Linked DNA regions of Mus musculus: all the other regions are linked to region 1. The links are chromatin contacts, called in public Hi-C and HiChIP or PLAC-seq maps. All regions are on one chromosome and are shown on one strand. Each heading gives the region's core, a stretch centred on a gene start, on an enhancer-like site or on the middle of the called end of the contact. The rest is flanking DNA. Distances are from core to core; before and after follow the strand shown.

Region 1 (4,791 bases), core at 922-3,421:
GTTTTAAACTAATGAGATGGATGGAAGTTGAAAGGGCTTGGGACCTGGGAGATGAACTCCAAGCTTCTAAGGGCTTGGCACCAACCAGATGTGGATGGGTGTCTGAGATCTTTGCAAAGGATGTTTCCCAAGACTCCATATGTATGGTATATATACGAGATCTACTGTCTTTCCTACTAGACTTAAACACCTGTGAATTTTTTATTGAGTTATTAATATATGGTAGGGCTAAAAGTCACTGAATATTATCTTCTTCAATATTTTGTGATATAGTTGTATTTTGAAAGTTTCCTCCCTTGTTATTCACAGGAGACTGGTTCCAGTACCAAGTCTTTTACACAAAGTGGAGACTTGTTTACAAGCTGTCTATTCATGTCCTCTTGAGAATGTTAAATCATCTTTAGGTTGCTTATGGCGTCTGGCATACTGTGAGTGCCAGGTAGCCAGTTCTTGATGAGTATTGTTTAGGGAATACTGAAAAGAATTGTGTCTATCTGTTCACGAAGACATACATTTTTGTAAGAATGTTTTCAGTCCATGGTTGGTTACTTCCAGAGATGTAGAATCCATAGAACCAAATGTGTATAGAGAACAGATTCTCTCTCTCTCTCTCTCTCTCTCTCTCTCTCTCTCTCTCTCTCTCTCTCTCTCTGTGTGTGTGTTTATTGCTTAAAAGATGATTTTCCTTTTTAAAAGAAAAAAGTTGCCTGTATAGGAGATCCCATATTCTCGATACCAGGGAATCCCTTTCTTAGGCTGTGACATGTCTGAGGTATTAAACCTGAGTCAGACAGTGAATCAGTTCGTTCAGTGACAATGGTGATAAATCTTTCACTCTCAGCAGCTCAGGACTGTCCCCCGGCACTTTCTCTTGTCCTCATTTATCTCTTGCTGACCTTGCCCATCTACTGGCCGCATTTGCTGTTTACAAGCAAAGATGCTAACATTTATATTTCAGCTCAAACCTATCTTTGGAATTAGACCTGTAAATTCAGTTGCCTACAGTGTTTGTATTTAAGAGTTGGTTCACTCTCAGCAAACTCACCTTCTGCTTATCCAGTGGATGTACACCCTGCAGGCTGCCTCATCTCAGGCACTTGGATCATGAAATGAGGACTCCTCATTGATCTTCCTGACTCTATCTTAATTCTCATCATCTAGTCTCAATAACATGGCCGAAACATGCCTTCCAAATGTGGTGGGAACATGGCATACCACTTATCAGCTCTCCATTAGAATGAGAAACAAAGCCACACTGGGCCTGGGGTTGTTCAAGACCTGCAATGATCTGACTGTTCACATTAGCCCAGGTCACATTCCCATCAAAAATGCTTTGACAATATTTGCCTTGGAGTGGAAATAATTCCCCCTCTGACTCCATTAATTGTTCTACAGCTCTGAAAATACCACAAAGGCTGAATCCAGCTCTGCCCAGCCTTTGCTCAAAGTCCTCTTTAACTTAAGCCCTATCCTAAATCACTTTTTAACACACACACACACACACACACACACACACACACACACACACACACACACACATTCAAACCCGTATTCTCCATTGTGGTCTTTTGCTTTCACAATTGTCTAATGTGTCATTAACTCTACTTTCTTCTGATGCATCCCAGATGCCTGGAATCGAGCAGGCACATAAAAGATGTTTCATACGTATTTATTGAATGAATGAAGTCTTAAAGGCATGTGGAGTCAAGGCAGTGTTTCAAAATAACATCTGTTCCTTTAGGGGCTCAGAAACTGAGTGAGGGAGGGACGAGGCCTAAGAGAAGAGTCTCAGGAGCTAAGTAACTCATCTCCTCTTTAAAGGGAAAACATGAAGATCCAAGAAACAGCAGGAGGGTTGTGACTTGGGTGTGTTCCTCAAAGACCTCCTCATCCCTCCTTCCCCTCCTGCCTTTTTCTTCCCCTTGTCCTGGCTTCCTCCACTCAGGCCTTTTACAGTGTTTCATTTCACTTTCTCATCAGACCAGTTCTGAAAGTTGTCTTCCTGGCTAGGATGTAATGTCCTTGGGGGATGAGGATCTTTGTCCTGTTCCCAGCTGGAATCTTGATGCATAGCCAGCCTGGAATGTTTGTGGGATGAATCTTGTGAGCCACACCCTGATCCAGATTATATTAGCAATTATCCCTGACAGAGAACCTGGGAGTCCACATGTTCAGGGCTCTGGTTCCCAGGCAGACCGTCTCCAAGTCCTTCTAATATCCTCTGTCTGCATCACAGTGACTCATAAGAACATTAGCAAACGAGAATGAAATAAAGATGAATCCCCTCCCACTTCACATTATTATTAGTTGTTCATGGGATGGATGGTGAGGCCTTGATAGCTGTTAGTGTAAAGCAATCTTCAGTGGTCTGACATGACTGCCAGCTGCTGTGGGCATAGTCCTGACTATGAAACAAGCATTGGAAGCAGCAATATCAAGGTGCTATGGTAATGGTGAAGGGGCAATGAACCCTCTACTAGGGGGACACAGGCTCCTTGCCTGGGATTCCACCTTTCCTCCAGGTGCATGTGACCTTGGGAGGGACTGGAAGACATAGGAGTTAGGAGGTTAAGTGAGGGCATCATTAGAAAAATGGGGTGGTGCTTCCTGGTGATCTCTATGTTTTTGAGTCACTCGCAAACCCGTAAGAAGCTATTCACCCATGCTCCTGTAAGTAAGCCTGACGAACTCACTGGCTTATCAGGTTGAACTTAGCCGGAATAATTTCTTCACAGCAGATAATATGCTTGTCTATGCCTTCCCAGAAAAAGCCATGCAAAGCTGCCATGCAAATCTGCCATATGAGGCTACAAAAGACAGTTCCTGGCTGTGGGGTGGGGAGTGTGGATATCGAAAGTTACTCAGAATTCTGGGAAAGACTGCATGATTGAGATGGATTTGCATGCCCATAGTACGCTTGCGTAAGCACAGAGGGCATTCAGAACCAGCATAAAGAACAGAGTGAGCAGCTTGCAGCCTGGCAGTTAAATCTGCCCATTGTCTTTGCCTGTATTATGTGATCTAAGAGCTAAAGTACTGTTTTCTTCTTCTTCTTCTTCTTCTTCTTCTTCTTCTTCTTCTTCTTCTTCTTCTTCTTCTTCTTCTTCTTCTTCTTCTTTGCATTTAAATGGTAGACAGAACAGGAAAATAGGACTTTGTTAGTTTTGTAAACTTTGTGAAGCTCAAATGTTAGTATCAATTTTTATTGGAACACAGCCATGGCTGCTGAATTGTGTCCAATAGCAAGGTACTAGGAAGAGCATGTACCATTCAAGAACATCACTTCCCTTCTGCCTCCCAGAGACCTTGTGCTAGCTTCAGTTAGAAGTTAGAAGAAAGTACCATGCAAAGGCCACGTGGCAAGCTGCTCAGCCTGTTTGAACCACACAATGTACTTGACTATGTGTGTCTTTGTATCTTTGTGGGTGTTTGTGCATGTGTGTATGTGTTTGAGTGTCTGTGCATATGTGTGTATGTATGTGTGCTTGTGTGTGATAGAAGAGGGATGCATATATAAAGGAGGATGAGTATATTAAACAATAAGCCTCAAGAGGGAGGCAAGGTACAGTCATCATGGTTTTGCCAACTACTTCTTCCTCTCTTTATATGCTAAAGGCCTCAGTTCCTGTAGGACTGAAGAATAGGGACCAGAGCCTTTGATGCTGGCTAGCTAATGTTTTAGTCATGTGTGTTTGTGTGTGTGTGTGTCTGTGTGCATGTGTATGTGTGTGTATGTGTCTGTGTATGTGTGTGTGTCTCTGTATGCATGTACATATGTATGCATATTGAAACCTGGCAGGAAGAAGTAATGATATTTTATCCAACTTGGTAATTAATCTTGCATGTCATTAGAAGTTGTACCCTTTCTGTATTAAAGCTATGCCTTATAAGTAGAAGTTGGCTTCTTCACCATTCTTTTTTGCGATGTAACACTGTCCTGCCGATTTTTAAAATTCTTTTAGACCACAGGGGGTTGGGAGACAGACAGAACGATGATAGACAAATAAACAGTGACAGATGATAGATGACAGATAGATACAATGAGAGTCTAAGCATTTTCTTGGGGGTAACACTCCTCCGTTTATTTTCCAATGCAGGTGTGTGTCACACTCTTTTTATTGTTGTTTGTCCTTAGTAGTTATCTGAGAGTGGCTACAGCCCATTTTACTGGAATACTTTTTCTCTTTAACTTCAAAGAAGCCCCTTTGTGTACGGATGGCGGGTGAATCGGCCCCAGATGGGGGTCTTATCAACATCACGTGCTCACCTCTCTGGAAATGTTCCCATTTTCACCCGCTGCCTGCCTTATGGGCCATGCTTTGAGGTATATCATTCAACTATTAATTCTATACTTCAAAGAGTAGGACTCCTGAATGCAGCTGCAGAGCATTTAAAACATTATGCCCACCACTGATCTCAAGTTTACCTTTGAAATAACAGCAGCCTGCAGTAAGGAATGGGAAGGACTTGTGTGCACACAAGCCACACACACTGTGCTTCTTCTGAGACTCCATTCCTGGGCTTCAGATTGTGTTTCTAAGGTTAGAGTTTTCTGTCCTTGATGTAGGTGCTCATGTAGGCGAGGAAAGGACTATAATCAAGTATCAGAACCTGATGGATGAAATTTGAAAAGAAATCTGAACTTTGTAGGGTTTTTGTTGTTGTTTGGGGGTTTTGTTTTTGTTTGTTTGGTTTTTTTTTGTTGTTGTTTTGTTTTTTAATCACAGAAACATCATTAGATCACTGAGGTGCAAATGAATCCAAGATTTTAATACTCATATGAATTTTTGC
Region 2 (4,794 bases), core at 1,326-3,825, 260 kb before region 1:
TCAGTGGGACAGAAAGCAGAAAATTGCATAGAATAAATTAAATACCTTTTCCCACTTGGAAAAGGAAACAGACACCTTTGGTGATCTGGAGCAGTCTTTTCAAGAAGAGACAATTAACTCCTTTTCTATCTGTTTCTCAAAAAAAGCTATTTAATGACAGGGTCCTCTGCCTTGCAATGCAGCACGGAACATTTTCATCAATCATTTGATCTACTGACATATGTTTGAATTTGCAGAACAAACTTTAAGAAAGCTACAAATCAGGTGTTCTCAATATTGTTATTTTCAGAAGTGGGGGAAAATGTTTGTTTTCACCCTGTCACAGATGAAAATATAGTCTGGCACTGAAGGCTGATCTGGAGCACCAGCAGGCTGATCTGGAGCACCAGCAGGCCGATCTGGAGCACCAGCAGGCCGATCTGGAGCACTAGCCTGGAGAAGGATCCCCAATCAAGCTGGTGTTCTGCCAATGAAAGGAAACCACCCTAAATTTGGATTTTCTGGAAATTCGGATATCAAGTTGACTTTCCGAGGCCCTCGGGGTTATTCTGCATCAGTGAGATCTGAGTGTGTGGTCAGAGGAGACAGAGAAGCTCATTCCTCAGGGCTGGAAGGACAGGAGGTGACTGGCTAAGGGGTCACAAACACTCCAATCCCTTTTCATCTTGAGCCGCACCTGCCCCTTCTGTGGTCCCCTAGGGTAAAGCAAAGAATTCACCCAGTGTTTCTTACTCATCTGTTTCCTGACCAGCAAGGAGTAGGTCAAGGAAATGTAAAATCACAACTGTGGCTTTAAAACAAATCAAAATTCTGAAATTCGCACACTTTTAACGAGCACGTTCATGTCAGGTACAGCTAGCTCCATTCCTGATTCTACTTGTAAATTGTGTCACTTTCCTGTCTTCTTTCTCAAAACACCTGTGAAGTTCATCTTAACTAGATTTCTCTTGTAAAACACAGGGGAGCTGGAGGCAGCGAATCTCAGTCCGGGCAACATCTGCCCTGAATCTGAACTCACTTCTAGTCCACAATACAGAAAAGCAAAAATGAAACAAAGCAAAACGCCACAAGCAAACACATAGAAAAGATGCCAGTCTTCATTTATTGCTTCTGTGTCATCACCTCCGTGTAACCTAGGATATATGAGGCCTCAAGAAAGCTGCTTTTTAATGTATATAACTACATTTAGAAGGCAAAATGGACCAACTCAACTATTCCAACAAGTGGGTTTTCAGCATGTTGGATTAGACTAGGTGACACGGCCCTCAGAACAAGCCCAGGCATGTTTCTGGCTTCCGATAATAAACTTGATGATCCCTCATGGGTGTGTGTGTCCTTCTGTGTCCCAGGCAAGGAACACAGCAAGCTCTGTACTCAGGGGGAAAAGATCTCTTTTGAGCTTGGACATATACCTCCATTCAGAGGTTGCTTAGAAATGGATGTACCCCTCTTTGCTAGCAGACATGGTCGCCAGGTGTTTCCATTTTCCTTCATTACACAGTAAAAGAGTAAAAGGTACAGAAGTATTTACTTGTTCGTGGCAACATCGTTTATCTTACAGAACCTCAACAGCAGTCGGCTAGCAGGATATTTAGATGAAACAGAAGATGGGAAATCTGAAAAGACATTCGCAGTTGGACACAGTTTTGTTAGTTTGCTCCTGAGGAATGTTTGCAACCTTTTCAGTTTCTCAACTTGGTTAAAAGCATCCAGAGGGTTCTGAGGCCAGGGCTGTTCACTGCATCCCTAGCACATGGGATGTGGTGCTGCAGGCACAGTGATCATGCACGGAGAGAAAGGAAAGTTAAAATGAACACATTGCCTTAGAAAATGGACTCTGCTTTTCTGCAGGTCTCCTAGTGGGCTGAAATGCTAGAGGTGGCTTTTCCTCTTTAGAAGGCTGAGAAAGGTTCATTTTGTGTAACTGTTGCCAAAAACCCAGCATGCCAGGGGGCTCTCTCTCAGTTCCACGAGCTGAGCTCAGCCTCACAGAGATGGAGGGACAGCTCTGCCTGCTGCATCCTCTATTTTTGTTTCACTAACTACATTCTATAAAGACACATCATAATGGCAACATAACAGCAGCTTTATGCTCCAACATAATGATTAAAGAATATCAATAATGCAGGCCCCAAGCAGAGCACAGACAGGACCATTTCCTTCTCAGTCTGGAGGAAGCTGAAAGGAGCCATCGATGAAGCCTACGGTCCATCAGCCTCGAAATCAATAGAATGAGCCACTGCACACACAGCACAACCCATTCAAACCATCCTGGCCTTTTTGCCATCTCCAGGAGTAGGGAATCCATCTTCCCAAATAGACTTTGATTTTAGAGCATTTTTTAGGGTACCAGACAACAAAAAACCCTGTTTGCTCTACTGCTTGCAATAGTGGAACAGTCATGAAGAGGTTAGGCATTTGAAGTTTATTTTCTTGGTATGGAGCAAACCACAGAATAGATAAAACCGGTTTATGGCCTACATCTGGTTGGATCATAAAACATAAGGCGGTACAGTCAAGAATGTGCAGCTGTGAGTACTGTAAACCCTGACTCAGGGTAGCAACCTCGATAAGCACAGGGCTCGGGGCGAGGCAGCTCCCTCTTGCCTCCTTGGGTATTTACGACGTGCAGACATTGGAACAAGGGGGCTTACTAATTAATCATGCTTGTTGTTGTTATCGTTCTTTGTTTGGATTGTTTTATTTCATTCTAGATAGAGCTATCGTGCTCCCATAAAACGTCCATACTTTATTTTATATGGATGTCAGGATTCTCTTTCTTTTTAGATTTACTTTTATTTTCAATTACTCGCGCGCGCGTGCGTGCGTGTGTGTGTGTGTGTGTGTGTGTGTGTGTGTGTGTGTGTGTGTGTGTGTGTGCGTGTATGGGTATGTGCACATCAATGCAAGTTTCCAAAACATTGGCTCTCCCCAGATCCAGATCTGGAGTTATAGGTAGTTGTGAGGCATGCATTGTGGGATACTGAGAATTGAACTTGGGTTCTCTGCAAGAGCAGTACAGGCTCTTAGCCATGACTCCGGCCCCGTATACCAGGATGCTTCATAGCTGCTTTCTAGAGAAATGTGATGGTTATTCTAAGGCCTGGGGAAAGTTTAACGTGAATATTTTCATACCTGCAAGAGGGTTATTGTGTCAGTGAGTGCAGAACAGGACACTTGAGGTGTTGTGAAGAAGCTGAGGTGATAAAGAGGCTTCAGCAATTCAGTAGAAAGATCACATCTTCACTTCTGGAAAGTTATTCCCTACAGCACCAACAACAAATTGCTGCTCATCTATTTATCAGAAAAGCTGGGAGCACCAAACTAGTTTGTGAGGTTCCCACACGGCGTCTTCAGAGCTCACCACTGCCATGCTACTGACCTTTGTTTCCTTTATTGAGACAGGGTCTTACATAGCCCAGGCTGGCCTTGAACTCATTACATAGTTTAGCTTGTCCTTGAACTCTTCATCCTCTTGCATTCATCTCTCACATGCTGGGATTGCAGTGTGTACCACTGCACACAGCTTACCCTAGCCTGCATTTTTAAGAACTATCTTTCACTTGTAGTAGATGGTGGAAGTGGGGGTGTTGGAGGGTCTAAAGTAACCATGGCCTGTGATTCATGGAATGAAACACCTGGTCTGGTGGCCACCATCCTGCTTCCTGGAAGTGTGGGGTGTGGTAGGTACAGACATTAGCCATCCAGGGACCCTCTTGAACCCCTCTATTCCACCAAGGTGAGAGGAGACCATTGTGCTGTATTAAGGCACAGATGGGTATGATCTGGGGGTGTACTGGTGATAGAGGAAAGGGACATGTGGAACAGCATGGGATGGAAAGAGAGCAACCGATGCAGTAGGTATGAATATTATATGTAAACACAGTGACATTGAGCCCGTTGGAGAATGAAGACAAGGCAGTGTGGGGTGTGGTGGGGGGAGATGAGATAAAGGCAATTACCAGCAGGAATGCTATCGGTTGGAAGATGGTCCGGGAAGGCTGGCCACTTGAGCAATGATTTTTATGAGAGCAAAGGACAGAGCTATGCAGACACCTCTGTGAGAACAGCCTAGCTGGATGCACAATGGATGTAAAACCCTCCAAGTGAATGTGTGCCTGGCTACTTGGGGACAGGAAGAAAGACGATGGGGAGTGGGGATGTAGTAGCTACCTGTTCAAAGCAAACCAGGTTGGTGTATGTGAAGAGTGAAGGACCTCACAGGCATTGTAGGCACTGAGAATTTGTTCTTACTGCCATGAAAGGCCATTGATGAATTTTGCCTGAGCGATGGGAACCCACTTAGATTCTGAAGATGTCCGTAGGGCTGTTGAGTTACAGAGGCTCAAGGGTTAAAACAAGGCAAGTTATCTGGCTGTTAAGGCAGGAGTCTGCGGGAAAGGGGAGGATGGCTGGGGCCAGGGTAAGGGTAAGGTTCTGGTAGCTGGGGAAACTTTGGGATCTTGATGTACTTTGAAGATAGAACAATAAGACTTTCTGCTTAACTGGGTGAGAGAGAGAGAGAGAGAGAGAGAGAGAGAGAGAGAGAGAGCTCAAAGTGACCTGTTGACTTCTAGTCTTCCCTGGAGGGAAGAGATGGATATTGTGACCAGTGATTAGGGTTTGCGTAGTAGTTTCCAGGTCTTGACATCTTATTCAAGAATGCCTAACTGACTCTAACTAGGCCAGAAATGCCAACCTTAGAACAAACCCCCGGGGAGACAGTAGAACACAGAGGGAGAAGTTGGATGTGGATCAGTGGTGGAGTGCTTATCTTGTATGCATGAGACCCTG
Region 3 (4,718 bases), core at 2,173-4,672, 300 kb before region 1:
TTCTCCCAAACTATGGAGCCTAAATATTTTCTGTGCAAAGTGGGGTTGGTGGTAGTTTCTGCTTACTGAGATAGAAGTCAAGAGTAACTGTGCTGTGGATGTGCCATGGGGCACCCAGCACTCACAAGAGCACTGGTTGACTAAATGAGGGTAGTTATTCATGTGAAGGCAAGATGAAAAGCAGAGCTTTGGTGAGGGTGAGTGATACAGTAAAGAGAAGGGAATTGTCCACAGGGACTGTTCTGTCACATCAGCAATTTGATTTCAGAAAGAACTCTAAGTAGTCAAGAGTGAAACTTGTATCTCCCAGCTTCACAACACTGGGACGTTTCCTTGAACATTTTTTGCCAATGATTCATGATTCCAAACTGTATGATAAATAGGTAACAAAACCACACAGTCATAAAACTATTTGCACAGAGGGTTGGGGCTGGAGATCGGTCAAGCATCTGCTGGGTCCAGCACAGCCTGAGAAGTTTCTGGATCCAGAGAAAGTATCAGGGTCACATTGTAACCTTAGACTGAGAGGAAGCTTGACTAGCAGGTCTCTCCCCGAGGACTGAGTCTGTGTTCACCGGGTCTTAAAGTCTGTATGTATCAACTGCTTGTACATTTCTATGAAAAAACTGTTACAGAATTTCGTTTTTTGTTTCTGTTCAAACTATGTTTTATTCAAAATATCCCCAGTATGTTTCCTGTTAACAATATACAATATATGCCTGTATCTAAATGTCTAAATGTCCCTGTTGCCTCATAAACATTCAGTTTTGATGAGTTTATGCATCAGTCCAAATACATTTATGTAAAATACAATTCAGGTGAAAATGTTTGTAGCCACCAAAACAGTTTCCCTCAAATGTCACAAACATTTATTAATCTGCAACTGGTCATAAAGGACACAAAGATCAGGAGGTGGTCAGCCCTCTAGGTGTCTGAGTTCTAACCAGAGAGAGGAGGAAGAAGGGTCTGTATTCACCAGCATGTCCCTCCTGGCTGGGCTACTGTAAGTCACTCCAGGCCAGATGCCTGTGGATCCTTCTAGGAGGGGTACCTGAGCTGGAGAACAAGGAGGCCTGCTGCCTTCCTCCTTCCTGTTGACAATGAGGTGAGGGCTCCATTTTTCCTTGTCTGTGCTTTAGTCTGGCCAGGAAGATAACATTGCACCACGAGGGAGCCTGACTAAGGACTGTCATTGTGCTCAAAAGCCAAGTGATAAGATGAATTCTAGATAAGGTTAAGGGGCCAGTTCCTCATTCTCAGGTGGGGTCAGGGTCACTTCACTCAAGCCCAAAGCCGTGCAATCCGGCCCAGTTGGGGTGGGGAGGTGTTTACAAAATTCTTACGATTACAGCCCAATTATGTGTTATGGTGTTATATTGTGCATTCTTGCTAGCACACACACACACACACACACACACACACACACACACACACACACACACACACACACAGACACACCATGCAACTGAAACCAAAGCTCCATGAAACATTGTTATATGTACGAGTGGTATAATCTGATACTTTGTGTAGATTTTCATTTCACCATGTGTCTGTGTTTTAAGTAATTCATTACATTTATTTCATAATGATCTCAGAGAAGCTGTACGAATCTCATCCCCAGCCAGGTTATCAAATGTCACATAGCAGTAGAAAACATACTGTTACCTCCATTTGGTGACGTTTTTTATGCTAACCTAGGACCTAAGGATGGCTTTTAGCTTGTGGAAATCCTCCAGCCTCAGCCCCTCAAGTGCTGAGATTGTGCCTCGCTACTATGATAATCTTTTTTTTTTCTTTTTAACTTAAATTCTTTTTTTTTCTTATTAAAATCAGATCACATGGGCCAGCCAGGTGGTTTAACAGGAAAGGCATTTGGCTCCAAGCTTGATGCCCTGAATTTGACTCCACCCATGTGGTGAGAGGAAAGGGTGAACTTTCATTAGTTGTTCTCTGACTTCCAAACGTGCTGTAGTACTTCCATGCCCTGAGAAACACAAAAATAAATAAGTAAATGTAGTAACTCTTCCCTCATAGCACATTCCAGCCTCTGATCCAGTGTCCCCGTGTCCTTGTCGTCTGTAAAGTAAATAACAGTATTGCAGTTTCCAGTGGTCGTCTCCGTGACTGGGTGTGGTCACGTCCACCACTGCCTGCAGTTGGCTTCTGTGCTGGCCATTGTTGTAGAGTTCCCACAGAGTTGATCTAGTGAGTGGATAAGCACTGAGCTTTAAAACATGATTATTTAAGTTTAAGAACCACACCCAAAGAAGGATGCTTCCTCTCAGCTGCCATTTCATGGCAGGATGGAGAGTTATAATTGAAATATACAAGAGTACACTATCAGCCCTTACAGCATTTAGCTTAATGTTCACCAAGTCATAGGTGACGACACTTCGAATTTATTACCCATATAATCTGCCAATGCAAAGAATATTGGCAGCAATCTAGGCCAACCTGGGCAACGTCCGCAGTAATGCCACAGTTATAAGGATGTCTCTGGTGGGGACCCAACTGGTCCTTTAAGTCCCTAGACATAGCAACCTGAGCCCCAGGGCCCTGTGGCCAAGAAGAAGAGAGTGGAACTCAGCCTTGTGGCCCTGCGAATACACCACTGGATAAGCCCTACCTTGAATGGGTATCTTACAACAAACCTTTGCTGTGACAGCAGGAAGTTGTCATTTACAAAGTTCACACCCAAGAGCCAACTGCATGGTTGGCTTTTTCTTTTTAAACTGTAAACAATATAATAGTCTTATAGGCAAGACAACTTAGGTGGCTTGCATTCATGTCTGCCATTGGCTATATGTAGCCCCAGACCACAAGTTGAGGGAGCCTGGAAGGTGGCGCTCCTGAAGGAATCAGAGGAGCCAATTTCACCTGCAAACAGTGTGCAGGTGAAGGGAGTGAGACATTCCTCCCTCTTATCCCAGCAGCAACCTGGCATCTGATAGCTTTGTGACTCATATTAGGTCTGTGAACTCAGACAAGAAACACAAGCAAACCCCACAGCTCCCTCTTCATCTGCACTTCCCCTCTTCGGCCCCCTCAGCTTCTCACCTCCTGCTGCCATTGTGAATAGAAGCAGGGTTGCTTCAGCTGATTCAGAGAAGCCCATGTTGAGCCCACATGACTCTGGAAGGAGGTGATTCTGTCAAGTCAAGATCCTGGTTAGTGGGGGCAAGTGGGTTTGGTCAACCAGGTGGCTCCTGCAGAAGAGCCTGGAGTGTGCGTGGTTACCCCAGGAAGCTGAGTCAGAGATGGGATGAAAGTCCTGGGTGAGAGAGTGAGACAGGCCTGGAGCCCACACAGTGCACTAGATAAGCAGAGACGAAGGAGCCTGGTGTTTGTAAAGTGGAGTCTGCCTGCCCCACCTGCTCCTTCCAGTTCCTGGGGCACAGATGACTCAGAACTTGGCAGGACTGCCTGCCTGGTGAACCCAAGCTGCCCCAGGAACTGCTGTACCCCACCCTCTGCCTCACGAACTCCTGTCTGCTCAGCGAGGCAACTCTCCTTCAGGAAGTGGCACTAGCTACTTCTATGAAAAGTGTGTCACCGTGTGGCCAGCCAAGAAGGAACTCTTGATGAGTTTGGTGGTTCAGGACACTTTTAGCAGTTTGGATAAGTCGTGGACTCCTCTCTCCTGATGACAAGATTTTAAAATCCATAAAATAAAGTGCACAGCACATCACAAAGCCAACTATTTTGAAACTGCTCTCAAAGGAAACCAAATATCCTGAAATATGTTTATCAAGTGTTATATTTGCAATATAATGTAAGACACTTGCCTCTTTCCCACACACTGAGTAACCAGATACCCTCAGTGCAGTAGTGACTACCCGTGGCCTGGTTTTATGCTTGCTGGTTTTCTTTTTTTTATGGTGCTGGTAGACGTGGAACCCAGTGCCTTTTGGATGCTAAGCAGGTGGTATACTGCAGAGCTACAGCCCCATCCTACAGGGGCATTTCAAAGTTTTACCAACAATCTTGACCTGCTGCGACCAAGCAGTATCTAAGTTACAAACAAATGTAACATTTCCCATGACACAGTCGCGAAATAGCACAGCTCTTGTGCAGTTGGAGGGTGGGAGAGAGACTTACTAAGAGAAAACACTCTTTGATGCCTCTGACTTATCAATCAAGGCCACGAGCTCAGTTTTTCAAGTTGCCATCCGGGATGTGGAAGCCTGTTAAATGGTAGAACGCAAACTTTGGCCACAGAGGCCCCCTTGCTTTGCTCTCCTCTACTTCCCGCAGAGCTAAGTGCGCTATCCTTCGCTCATCTCCTCTTCCGACTCTGTCTGGACCGTCCCTTCAGTACACGAGGCCATGCTCTAAGGCTGTGGTCCACTGTGGACCTCAACCTGCACACCTGAAAGTTTTCACCATTTCATTCACTGTGGGAGGTGCGCAGGGCTAACTGAACAAAAAATCGTGACTTGCTTCTAAATATTGGTGTGGCTAGGCCTAGTGGTGCCAACCTGTCATCGCAGCTATATGGGAGGATGTAGCAAGAGGATCCTTGCTTGGCTTACAAAAATAAGTGTACAGCCAGCCTGGGTGACTTAGCAAAATCCTGACTTATATAGCACATTGAAAAAAAAAAAAAAAAATCTAGGAAGTAGGTCCATGTGGTAGAATGCTTGCCTAGCACGCATGAAGCCCTGTGTTCAGTTTCCAGTACAAAAAAAAGATAATCAACTCCTATATGAAGCTTATGT

The links. HiChIP or PLAC-seq counts read pairs in DNA pulled down with a chosen protein or histone mark. A called contact is a pair of places that touch in the nucleus more often than the background predicts.
Region 2: a Hi-C map of adipose-derived mesenchymal stem cells shows a contact between it and region 1, with 2.5 times the contacts expected there. The contact joins two enhancer-like sites. A contact is called at or near these places in 1 of 15 datasets of contacts at CTCF or cohesin (the NIH/3T3 cell line) and 2 of 484 Hi-C or Micro-C datasets (the HPC-7 cell line and adipose-derived mesenchymal stem cells).
Region 3: a contact with region 1 is called in a CTCF HiChIP or PLAC-seq map of the NIH/3T3 cell line, with 8 read pairs. The contact joins two enhancer-like sites. A contact is called at or near these places in 1 of 15 datasets of contacts at CTCF or cohesin (the NIH/3T3 cell line) and 2 of 115 datasets of contacts at active chromatin or transcription factors (epiblast stem cells and trophoblast stem cells).

What each region holds. Positions count from the first base shown.
Region 1 is chr8:8,297,486-8,302,276 of GRCm38.p6, reverse strand. No RefSeq gene overlaps it. Among named protein-coding and RNA genes, the nearest start is that of Gm31135, 180 kb to the left of the region's middle. Within about 2 kb of position 2,171, at least 40 of the 459 cell types and tissues checked have an H3K27ac peak or open chromatin away from gene starts, as enhancers often do. A contact at or near this core is called in the NIH/3T3 cell line and adipose-derived mesenchymal stem cells, where this site is marked.
Region 2 is chr8:8,554,107-8,558,900 of GRCm38.p6, reverse strand. No RefSeq gene overlaps it. Among named protein-coding and RNA genes, the nearest start is that of Gm31463, 20 kb to the left of the region's middle. Within about 2 kb of position 2,575, at least 30 of the 459 cell types and tissues checked have an H3K27ac peak or open chromatin away from gene starts, as enhancers often do. A contact at or near this core is called in adipose-derived mesenchymal stem cells, where this site is marked.
Region 3 is chr8:8,601,500-8,606,217 of GRCm38.p6, reverse strand. No RefSeq gene overlaps it. Among named protein-coding and RNA genes, the nearest start is that of Gm31463, 27 kb to the right of the region's middle. Within about 2 kb of position 3,422, at least 109 of the 459 cell types and tissues checked have an H3K27ac peak or open chromatin away from gene starts, as enhancers often do. A contact at or near this core is called in the NIH/3T3 cell line, where this site is marked.